2 separate regions of the Mus musculus genome follow, and region 1 is linked to region 2. The links are chromatin contacts, called in public HiChIP or PLAC-seq maps. All regions are on one chromosome and are shown on one strand. The core of a region is the stretch at or near the end of the contact, and the rest is flanking DNA. Distances in the headings are between cores, read along the strand shown.

Region 1 (5,079 bases), core at 175-2,674, 150 kb before region 2:
TCTCAGGGATGGCCGACTAGGCTATCTTCTGCTACCTATGCAGCTAGAGACATGATCTCTGGGGATACTGATTAGTTCATATTGTTGTTCCACCTATAGGGTTGCAGACCCCTTCAGCTATTAAACTCTACCATCTCAGTAACTTTTCTGAGCCACTAGATGTCAGCATCCAATAATTCTTAGGAAGAAATTACAATGCCTTTTTATTTTCCTTTGCGACAGCCTTTCTTTTCAGCCATTTTCTCTACATTTAAGAAACACAAACTAGAAATTGTATGCTGCTGATAGTTTCAGACACAAGAGACAATCTCCTGGTTTAGCTGATTTCCTAACCATGAGTTTAATGTTTTGTTAGGCATAGAGATCAATAATGATGTCAATCAACTTTGAGCAACACACAAACATGTAATGGTATATATATGTGTGTGTATATATACCATCATATATATATATATATATATATATATATATATATATATATATATATATATGTGCATTAATATACGCTAATGCAAGCAATTATAATTCAAATGTTTATGATATCAAAAAAACTGCCTAAAACATGTTTCCCACTTCAGTTCTCTCAGCAACTCTTTATCATTTATTTTATATACTGTTTCACAAAAAAAGTGAAGACAGAACTTACATTCCCATTTTTAATATATCTCAAATTTAATTCTTTCTTCCTCTCCTGTGGTTATAATTAGATGTTGTCATATTCCATCACAATTATTACTTTCTTGTTGCCTAGAGGAATATCTTACACACTGAACAGGAAACATAAAGCTTTGTTAATTAACAGCTTTGTTAATTTTCTAGGTCAATTAGTAATAGGAAAATAATTTTTACATCATGTTGTTTCACCTAAGCTAAGTGATGAGTTCTAGAGAAGCAGTGGATAATACTTAACATGTATAAAAAATGTATTTATAATACAAAATATAATATGTATTTAAATATCATTAAATTCCCTTAGATAATGTTTATTGAGGATTTTTGCATAACAAGTCAGAAAATGTGCATTTCCTTTTCTCTAATATTTTTACCCAATACCTACGTTTAGTGAGGGAGCAAAACTGAAAGAGAAGAGATGAATGAGGATAAAGAGAAATTCTGTCCTTATCCTTAACATGACATAATCAATCGAAAGAGATCTAATTAACACTTTGCCTACAGTTGGCAGTGGGAAATTATACAGTCTATGTACTGTTCATGGGCCCATACAGAACTAACCACTGTGAACCACACAAATTTCTTATACATTTGTGTATCAATAATTTACTCTTTTGAACTAGCTATGGTTTAGATCCATTTATCTTTCAGGAATATTGTTTATTTTTTCTATACAAGTTGTAAATACACTCTCTTCTCTGGGAAGTGGTAGTTACAGACTGACTGTAAAATCTATCCATTTAACAAAAATCAATTCATTCCGTCTCTTTGCAAGGCACTTTGCCAGATTCTGTGGTGAAGGTACAAAGATATATTCAAAGGAATTTCTGTTCCAAGAGCTTTAAATGGGTCATCGTAATAAATAACAGTATCTTATAGTCTTGGTATCCCATTAGTGCTTGATGCCCATAACTCACAACTAATTAAAGATATTGAATCATTTTGCAAATAATAAAAATCTCATCAGTCCATTTTACACACAGAGAAATCAAATCTGACAAACCAGATTTCTTTTTCAAATGAAGTAATTGAAATTCTTATAAGAAATGCTATGCTTCAGGCTATATAAGAAACTGGAATTACATAACAATTTCCATAGCATATTTCTGGTATTTTTTACTGACTTCTATAAAATTTTGATTGAAACAAATCTGTCAAATAATAGGTAAAACACCAAATATGAGTTAAGGAATATGTTTTCACTCCATATCACTGTTAGCATATTAATGTTGTGTGATGGCTGCTGGGCATTTAGTATTAATGGAAGAGGATTTGATTCAGCTTATCTTGAAAAATATAAGTATTTTTCCCTTCTTGTACTTTGCATTGGATACATTCATGTGCACATCAATACTCCCTCTCTCTGTGACAAAAGGAAAGCTGAGGGACATATCTGTCACTCAGGCACAGTGAACAGATGGAATGATTTTTTTAATGTACAGACAGCCCCAAGGAACTAGTCAAAGAACAAATTAAACAGACAACTCATTCTCAATCTGCCTTTACATTGTACTGTGGGTTTTATGGAAATCCTGCTTCCTTTTACTGAATCTTATATGGAACTATGCCATAAATTATTATCTTAATTAATTACTCTGTTCATGAAGAAACATTATCATGGAGTTTTATGGCTTATAAGTAATTGTTTTTTATAGATTTGTGTGACTTGAATTTTATCCTTTAAAATATTGAGATTATAATGTAATTAAAATATCTCTCCCTTTACTTTCCTTCCTCTAAACCCTCCATATACTCTTCCTCACTCTTCAACTTCTGGCCTCATTTTTCAATAATAGTTATTGCATATATATCTTTTCAGCCATTTTCTATACATTTCATATATGTATTCGTACATAAAACTTGTTCAGTCCAAATGAAGTTAATTGTGTGTAATTTTTTTCAGGTCTGCCACTTGACAACCAATTGCTTTATTCTTCTCTAAGGAAGGCCACCTCTCCTACTCCAGGCTTTCTTCAGGTGCCTATAGCTCTGTAGGCTTGTAGCCTTCTGGACTTTTCCCCATGAACTCTCCACGTTCAGCTCTCATTTGGGCAGTCATGTTGATGATAAGTGATAGAAAGAGCTCCTGATATTACCTGGAGAAACAATCTTATAGAAACTCCCCAATCCTCTGGCTCTTGCCATCTTTCCATGTCCTTTTCTGCAATGTTCCCTGATTATGATTATAAGGTACAAAGTGTTTGTAGTTTTGTTTGTTGGGACTGGACTCCGCAACTCTGCATTTTGATTGTGGTTTTCTATAGTAGTCTCAATCTGCTGCAATGAGAAGTTTCCTTGATGAGGAGTGAATACTACACATATGTCTGAGTATAAGAACAAATATTTATAGATTATTGTTAGGGACCATGCTATTAGTAAATTTGTGGTTGCAGATCCTCTTTCAATAACCAAAACGTCTCTAATACTGGTATCCCTCTTTTTGAGTGAGTTTTAAGTTTACATAGAGAGCTGTTGTGTTCTGCAAAGTTATGTGTGCAACTATTACACCCTAAAGGTTATCTTGCCATGCTAGTCATTGATGTGGTTCATAGGCATCATAACTGTGTAGGACTTTTGGTTTCTTTCCTCATTTGGAAGCTTGCATGATAAAAGCTAGTTCTCACGGAGGCAGAATTCAGGTCAGTTCTTGATCATAGCTCTCTGGGTCCTGTTTCTGAAGGGCATTATGTCTTTAGGATAAAAGACTTATCTTTCACCTGTGGGAGTGTGGGCAAGGGTAACAATAATACAGTATGTGTTTTTGGAGATTTTTCAAACTCCTTGGTCAATAACAAATAAGAGGGTTTCTCATGTTTGGTATTGGGATTTTTGTTAGGTAATCTTTGAAGTGCAACTAGAGCTCCACTAGTACAAATGAGAAATGTTAAACTTTATTCTTAATGGTTGTATATTGTGCAGCATAATAATAAATATATTCTGGATGAGAACTATTATTGCTAGCGATGTGTGTGTGTGTGTGTGTGTGTGTGTGTGTGTACACATATGTCACAAAATGTATGTAAAAAAAAAAAAACTTTAAAAATTTGAAGAGGCAAGAATGAGTACTCCCGAGAGTCACAAGTCACTTCCTGTCCACGCCAGCCCCGGGGTACCTTGGGTGCAGAGTCTCCGGACACTCACAAGGTCCTCACAGGATCCTCCATGGGATCTTAAAACCTCTGGTGAGTGGAATACAGCCCCTACTCCAATCCAATCATGCAGGACCTGAGACTGCATTAATTAGGGAAGCAGAAAACCTGGCCTAATCAGGGTCACAACTGGAACACAACTTCTGCCTGGAGGCAGGTTCGAACACCAGATATCTGGGCACCTTCCCTGCAAGAGGAGAGCTTGCCTACAGAGAGTACTCTGACCACTGAAATTAAGGAGAGAGCTAATATCCCAGGTCTGCTGATAGAGACTAACATAATCACCTGAAGAACAAGCTCCAGAGATTACCAGATGGCTAAAGGCAAACGTAAGAATCTTACTAACAGAAAACAAGACCTATCACCATCATCAGAAGGCAGCACTCCCATCCCACCCAGTCCTGGGCGCCCCAACACACCCGAAAAGCTAGACCCGGATTTAAAAGCATATCTCATGATGATGGTAGAGGACATCAAGAAGGACTTTAATAACTCACTTAAAGAAATACAAGAGAACACTGCTAAACAGGTAGAAGAACTTAAAGAGGAAACACAAAAATACCTTAAAGAATTGCATGAAAACACAACTAAACAGGTGATGGAATTGAATAAAACCATCCAAGACTTAAAAAGGGAAGTCGACACAATAAAGAAAACCCAAAGTGAGGCAACGCTGGAGATAGAAACCCTAAGAAAAAAATCTGGAACCATTGATGCGAGCATCAGCAACAGAATACAAGAGATGGAAGAGAGAATCTCAGGTGCAGAAGATTCCATAGAGAATATCGGCACAAAAATCAAAGAAAATAAAAAACGCAAAAAGATCCTAACTCAAAACATCCAGAAAATCCAGGACACAACGAGAAGACCAAACCTACAGATAATAGGAGTAGATGAGAATGAAGATTTTCAAATCAAAGGACCAGCAAATATCTTCAACAAAATTATAGAAGAAAGTTCCCAAACCTAAAGAAAGACATGCCCATGAACATAAAAGAAGCCTACAGAACTCCAAATAGACTGGACCAGAAAAAAAATTACTCCCGACACATAATAATCAGAACAACAAATGCACTAAATAAAGATAGAATATTAAAAGCAGTAAGGGAAAAAGGTCAAGAAACATATAAAGGCAGACCTATCAGAATTATACAAGACTTTTCACCAGAAAAGCCAAAAGAGTTTGAACAGATGTTATACAGACACTAAGAGAACACAAATGCCAGCCCAGGCTACTACTATATCCAGTCAAACTCTG
Region 2 (5,252 bases), core at 788-3,287:
TAAAGCAGTCCCCTGAAATGTCTAGTGTAGTATAGACAGGAAATGGTAGGGAAATTTACCCTTTAAAATCTCTAATAAACTCCTAAGTTATTTGTGCAATGACAAATAATGTTGGTGTTTTTATTTTAAAAGCTTAGTATTATAGTGATGCTGATTTTTATGTTTCTCTTCAAATGCCATTATCAATGAGAGCATAAGCTTTGAAGATTATTAGCTTATCTTTTATCTTTATTGCATATAGAAAACATTTACATACTTAGTCGTTGTATACAGGTGGATCTGTGTACAGCATGTTTACCCAAAGGGGTGTGTGGGTTTCGGTGTGTGTGTATCTGCCTGTGTGTACACATATGTATGTGTGTGTGTATGCTTCTGTGTGTGTATGTGTGTGTATGGTGTGTGTGTGTATATACTTAGAGAAGAGGGCAAGCATACCTGAACATTTTAACATGAGAAAGCCTACACTGAATCTCCACACTACCAGTGACATCATTAAAAACGCAGGTTTAAAACGAGAACAAATTTATATGCATTTAAAATCATCCTTGAAAACATCTCTTTTTAGTAATCCTCATAAATTAATTTCTTTATGTGTATTACGTGCTATGAGTCTTTTAATCTTAAGAAAATGAGTGTTTTCTCTAATGTTACATAAGCCAGTGCACAGACATGACAGCAAACACTGCCTCTACTGGGGTGAAAACAATTTCCTCGGAAGCCCCACTTGATGTATAAAAAAAAATTCTAAAGCTGTTTGAATCATTTGAAATGGGCAGCATTTGTCCAATTTTAATTTAAAAAATTGCCACATATAGACAGATATAACTAGAAAGCTTTAAAAATGAATCTGATATTTAACAATGATATAGGTATAGGTTGATTATAATCAGACATACGAAAAAAAAATCTAATGTCATTAAATAACCCCCCCAAATCAGTGAACCTTTGCTCCTTATAAATTAAAACAACACTGCATCCAGAAAAATAAATAAATTCAATGAATACCAACCATATTATACTACATGCTGTTGCTCTTTGTTCTATCAGATGGCTATGCAAAGGTATTGATAATGGTTACATCATCAAAATTTTAACTGCAACTTGTGCACCAACTGTGTTTGTACCTGAAATCTGGAATCTCGGAGCTTGGCTTGACAACCATGAAAACATGAAATAAATGAAGTCTAACAAAGACTGGACTAAAGATTAGTTCGACACACTGTACATATCAATATCAGAATATGCGTTTAGGTATTATACCTAGAAGATGTTCAAATAGTAAGGATCACAATTGGCATTACAGCAAGTGAAGACCAGAGGAAAAAGGAAGGGAGAAATGCCTTCCAAGAGGGAAAGATTCATTAGTCTCTCTGGCAAGTGTCTAAAGCAAACAAGGAAAGCACAAAATAATCACCTAGTTACAAATAAACCTGTTTTAAAGCACAGTACCTTTCTGTGTCTGTCCTTCTTCCATATTCTCTTCCATGGCTACCTTTCTTCAGGAGAATCTGGCGCACGGTATTAGTCAAAAGCTCAATTAGATGTCAAAAAAGCGTGTGCCTTTTTTCCCTGGGCAGCTCCAGCAGCAGTGGCTTGGGCAAGTCCTTGGAGCTTAGCTGAGGCTCCCTCGCGCCTCTTGTTTGCTTAGAGACTGGCTGTCAAGTGTAATTTCATTCAAATTACTCTTCCGTGAAGATTATCAATTTTTCTTCTCAAAGCTGCCCATTGTGTGTGCCACAGTAAGCAGGTACTCAAACAAACAGCCGGATAATTTTGGGAGGGGGAGTGGAAAGGGGTCTGGATTCTAGGAGCAGAGACACTGTGATTCACAAGCCTCGCTTTGCATTTAAAATGGGGGAAAGAAATTGAGGTTTGTGCTGAAATCTCGGCTTTAAACTGGAAGCAGGCTGAACTGTGAACAGACAGAGGGGTGTCCTCCTAGCATGAAGCGGACCACCAACCCATAATTCCCCCCTTTGCCACCACAGTGGGAAAGCCCGAATTCTCGTCGTGTCTTTCTGCTGCAGTAGTTTTTTCTCACCCAGTCAGATTCATTACAAAAATGCCCTTTCCTTTTACCTCCTCACCAAGTGTCTAGTTAATTTGATTTAAAGGTGCCAAGGAGGGATGTAATTAGACTATCTCGAGGCTGGTCTGTTAAAGCTTATTATTAAGATAGGACCTTTATTTCACGTCTTTCAGAATCAAGGAGAAATAAAAACATGGTTTTCAAAGAAATAAGTATAAATCTTTTGTTGTAATAAGTATTTTATTAAGTGGCGTAGGACCTTTACAGGTAAAGAGAAAAAGAATCGATGTCTTTGTAAATTATGATTAGTTTAGCCCACAAAAGCTGCCAATTCCGAGTGGGAATTTTGTGAAGGGAAAAATTCTAAGGGTGATTATTGGAGAATGGGGGCGACAAAAAGAACGAAAGGATTCTGGATAGGGAACAACAGGATAGCATTTTACAATGGGAATCTGCACTCTGATTAGGAATGCAAATCACAATGCTGCAGTCTGGCAATAAATTAGCAGTCGTGCTCAACCTATTGAGTGACAGGACACAAGTAGAGTCGCAATACTTCACAAAAGGTACAGGAAGAACATAAACACTGTCTGTCAAGGCTGTGTCAAGCTTTCCTAGAGTATAAAGGAAGACTCTCTTGCCTATGTTCCTCTCGAAACAAACATGCATATGGAAACACACAGAGCTGAATAAGCTCTTGCCCTTGATGGAAAAAAAAATGCATATCCCCGTTATCCATATAATATGCTTGCGTTATACGAAAATTTTCACATAGGTTGTAAGACATGTCAGCAGCATTTTTTCACACCACACTTTTAACTGTAAAATCACTTATATATTTCAAGGAAAAATGATCTGACAATGCTCCAGTTTATTTACATAAATGAAGAGCTACTTCTCTCTGATAATCAATATTTCTATTCTTTTCGTCAAATGTGTTTAACCCAAGGGTAACTGCGACTGAAGAATCTCTAGCCACCCAGCATCTATCTCCCTTTCCTCTCTCTCTCTCTCTCTCTCTCTCTCTCTCTCTCTCTCTCTCGTCTCTTTCCCCATATATATATATTTGTATTCAAGGATTTTTAAGACAGTTGCTTGTTCAGTCCAGATTGAAAGAGAAGCCATAGGGCAATCAAAGAAGCCAAAACATAGCAGTCTTTGTGTTTCAGCCCATCTCTCTGCTGACATATCCTGGCATACACTCAGAACAGAGTGGAGCCTCCATCCTTGTTTACCTGCTTCATTCATCTTACGACACAGAAATAATCAGTGTAGCAAATAATTAACAGCAGCACACACACAAATGATAACACTATATTATATTTTTTGGTATTTTATAAACTTTAAGTGAGTTACTTAAGGAAAACAGGGAAATATATATATATATATATATATATATATATATATATATATATATATATTAGCCTGTATGTTGGAATATTCGTCTGCTACTCAAGCATATGCAGGGTCTGGGATTGTAAATGAAGAAGAAACTCTTAGAGCAAACATCATAAGCTGATTCTTTGTCTAGGACTCTGACTTCTAAAACTCTTCTACCTTTCTACTCCAATACATCACTGGTCCCTTCACTGTCACCCTCAGTTTACAATATTTGCTGGACAAGATCAATAGAAAGATGTGATTACAACTTCTTTTGTACTCTGGAAACTTCAAGGGAACAATATATTTGTATAATAACCAACTTATTGTCAGAATGGTTTTCTTTATAAAACAAAAGCAACTCATTATTTGTTTTATTTTATTTTTTCTGATAAGAATCCCTTTTAAGGAAATAATTTGTTTATAGGTCATATGCAAGTGAAGTGCTTCATTCTCAAGACACAGTGTTCTGTTGACGCCCCGTTCCCCAACATCCTAGATGTTTCCCACACCATCCACTCTACAGTATTCACAACTCTAGGTGGAAAATAGATATTTGTGTGGTTATTTTGTGTCAGATGTCCCCATTATTTCCCATTCCCATGTCCGATTCCTTTACTAATTAAGAAGTTCATTTCCCAAACCGTCCTTGGTTTTAAAATATTCAGAGCATCATCCTTTCATATTGAAGATAATGGAGAGCTTCCAAAATGATGAGAAGAAACGCATACATACATATTCTTACATCAACAACCTGTAAACAAGCTAAGATTCATTTTTTTGATATATACACAAATATGAGCCATTTTGAAGTCTACACTCCTGTGGGTTTTCAGTATATTCACATTTATCTAGCATTGTTTCCACTACCCCACTCTGAAACACTTTAAATCTCCCAAATTCCCCATCTTTCTTTTCCCATTTGACAGCTGGGATTGATGTTGCTGGTTGACATTTTTAGGATATTTGCAAAATCTTTTGTCGTTTGAATAAAAAACTTAAATATCTAGTTATGTGAAAAGTAGTTCATGAGATGTTCATGAGAAAACCTTATAGAAAACTGATTTTAATGAACTCTAAATATAAAACATTAACCTTAGTAACTGCCAATGATCTTCACTCTGTATTTCGATTGTAGTATGTTTGAATGAGAATGGTGTCAGTAGGATTATATATTTGAAATCTTGGTCCCAAATTGGTGGAACTCTTTAAGGAGGATTAGAGGTGTGGCCTTGTTGGTGAAGTTATGTTATTGAGGGAAGACTGTGAAAGCTCAAAAGCCCACACCATTCCCTGTTAGCTCTTCTAGACTCATGCCTGGTTATCAAGATGTAAGTTCTCAGTTACCACTCCGGACAATGCCCGCATGTATGCTGCCACAGCCCCCACCATGATTGGTGTGACCTCTAACATTCTCAAACCAAATGCCTCAAATTAAACATTTTCTTTCATAACTTGCTTTAGCCAAGGTGTTTTAACAAAGCAATAGAAAAGTAACTACAATGATCATTAAAATACACAAGTTATAGTGATATAGTGCCTCATCAAATATTTTTTTCAATTATTTTCATTGTATTTGCCCTGACTCTAGTTCTACTTGTGGTGTTTTAAATACATAAATGGACACCTAAAAACTATTACCACTAATGTTAAAGAAGATTATTCTTTGAAATAATATTTGAGATGTATTAATGATGTATATTATTTTTCCCATGTGGACTAAAAGATAGCTTACTTACACAGTCTAAAATTGTAAGTCCTTCTCATTTTTCCTAACTTTGGTTTAAATACATCTCCATTTTAAGACATGCTATCAATTGAGAAAATATCTACATATCCCTCA

Evidence for each region. HiChIP or PLAC-seq counts read pairs in DNA pulled down with a chosen protein or histone mark.
Region 1: an H3K27ac HiChIP or PLAC-seq map of oligodendrocyte precursor cells shows a contact between it and region 2, with 8 times the contacts expected there. The contact joins the enhancer-like site here to the promoter of Gpm6a in region 2. A contact is called at or near these places in 7 of 115 datasets of contacts at active chromatin or transcription factors (embryonic basal ganglia, embryonic forebrain, embryonic midbrain and 3 more) and 1 of 9 other capture datasets (pancreatic islet).

What each region holds. Positions count from the first base shown.
Region 1 is chr8:55,099,381-55,104,459 of GRCm38.p6, reverse strand. No RefSeq gene overlaps it. Among named protein-coding and RNA genes, the nearest start is that of Gm51571, 13 kb to the left of the region's middle. Within about 2 kb of position 1,424, at least 6 of the 459 cell types and tissues checked have an H3K27ac peak or open chromatin away from gene starts, as enhancers often do. A contact at or near this core is called in oligodendrocyte precursor cells, where this site is marked.
Region 2 is chr8:54,951,513-54,956,764 of GRCm38.p6, reverse strand. It overlaps Gpm6a (glycoprotein m6a), which reads right to left and starts at 2,037. Exons shown (of 7, transcript NM_153581.6): 1 at 1,450-2,037. The coding sequence starts at 1,486.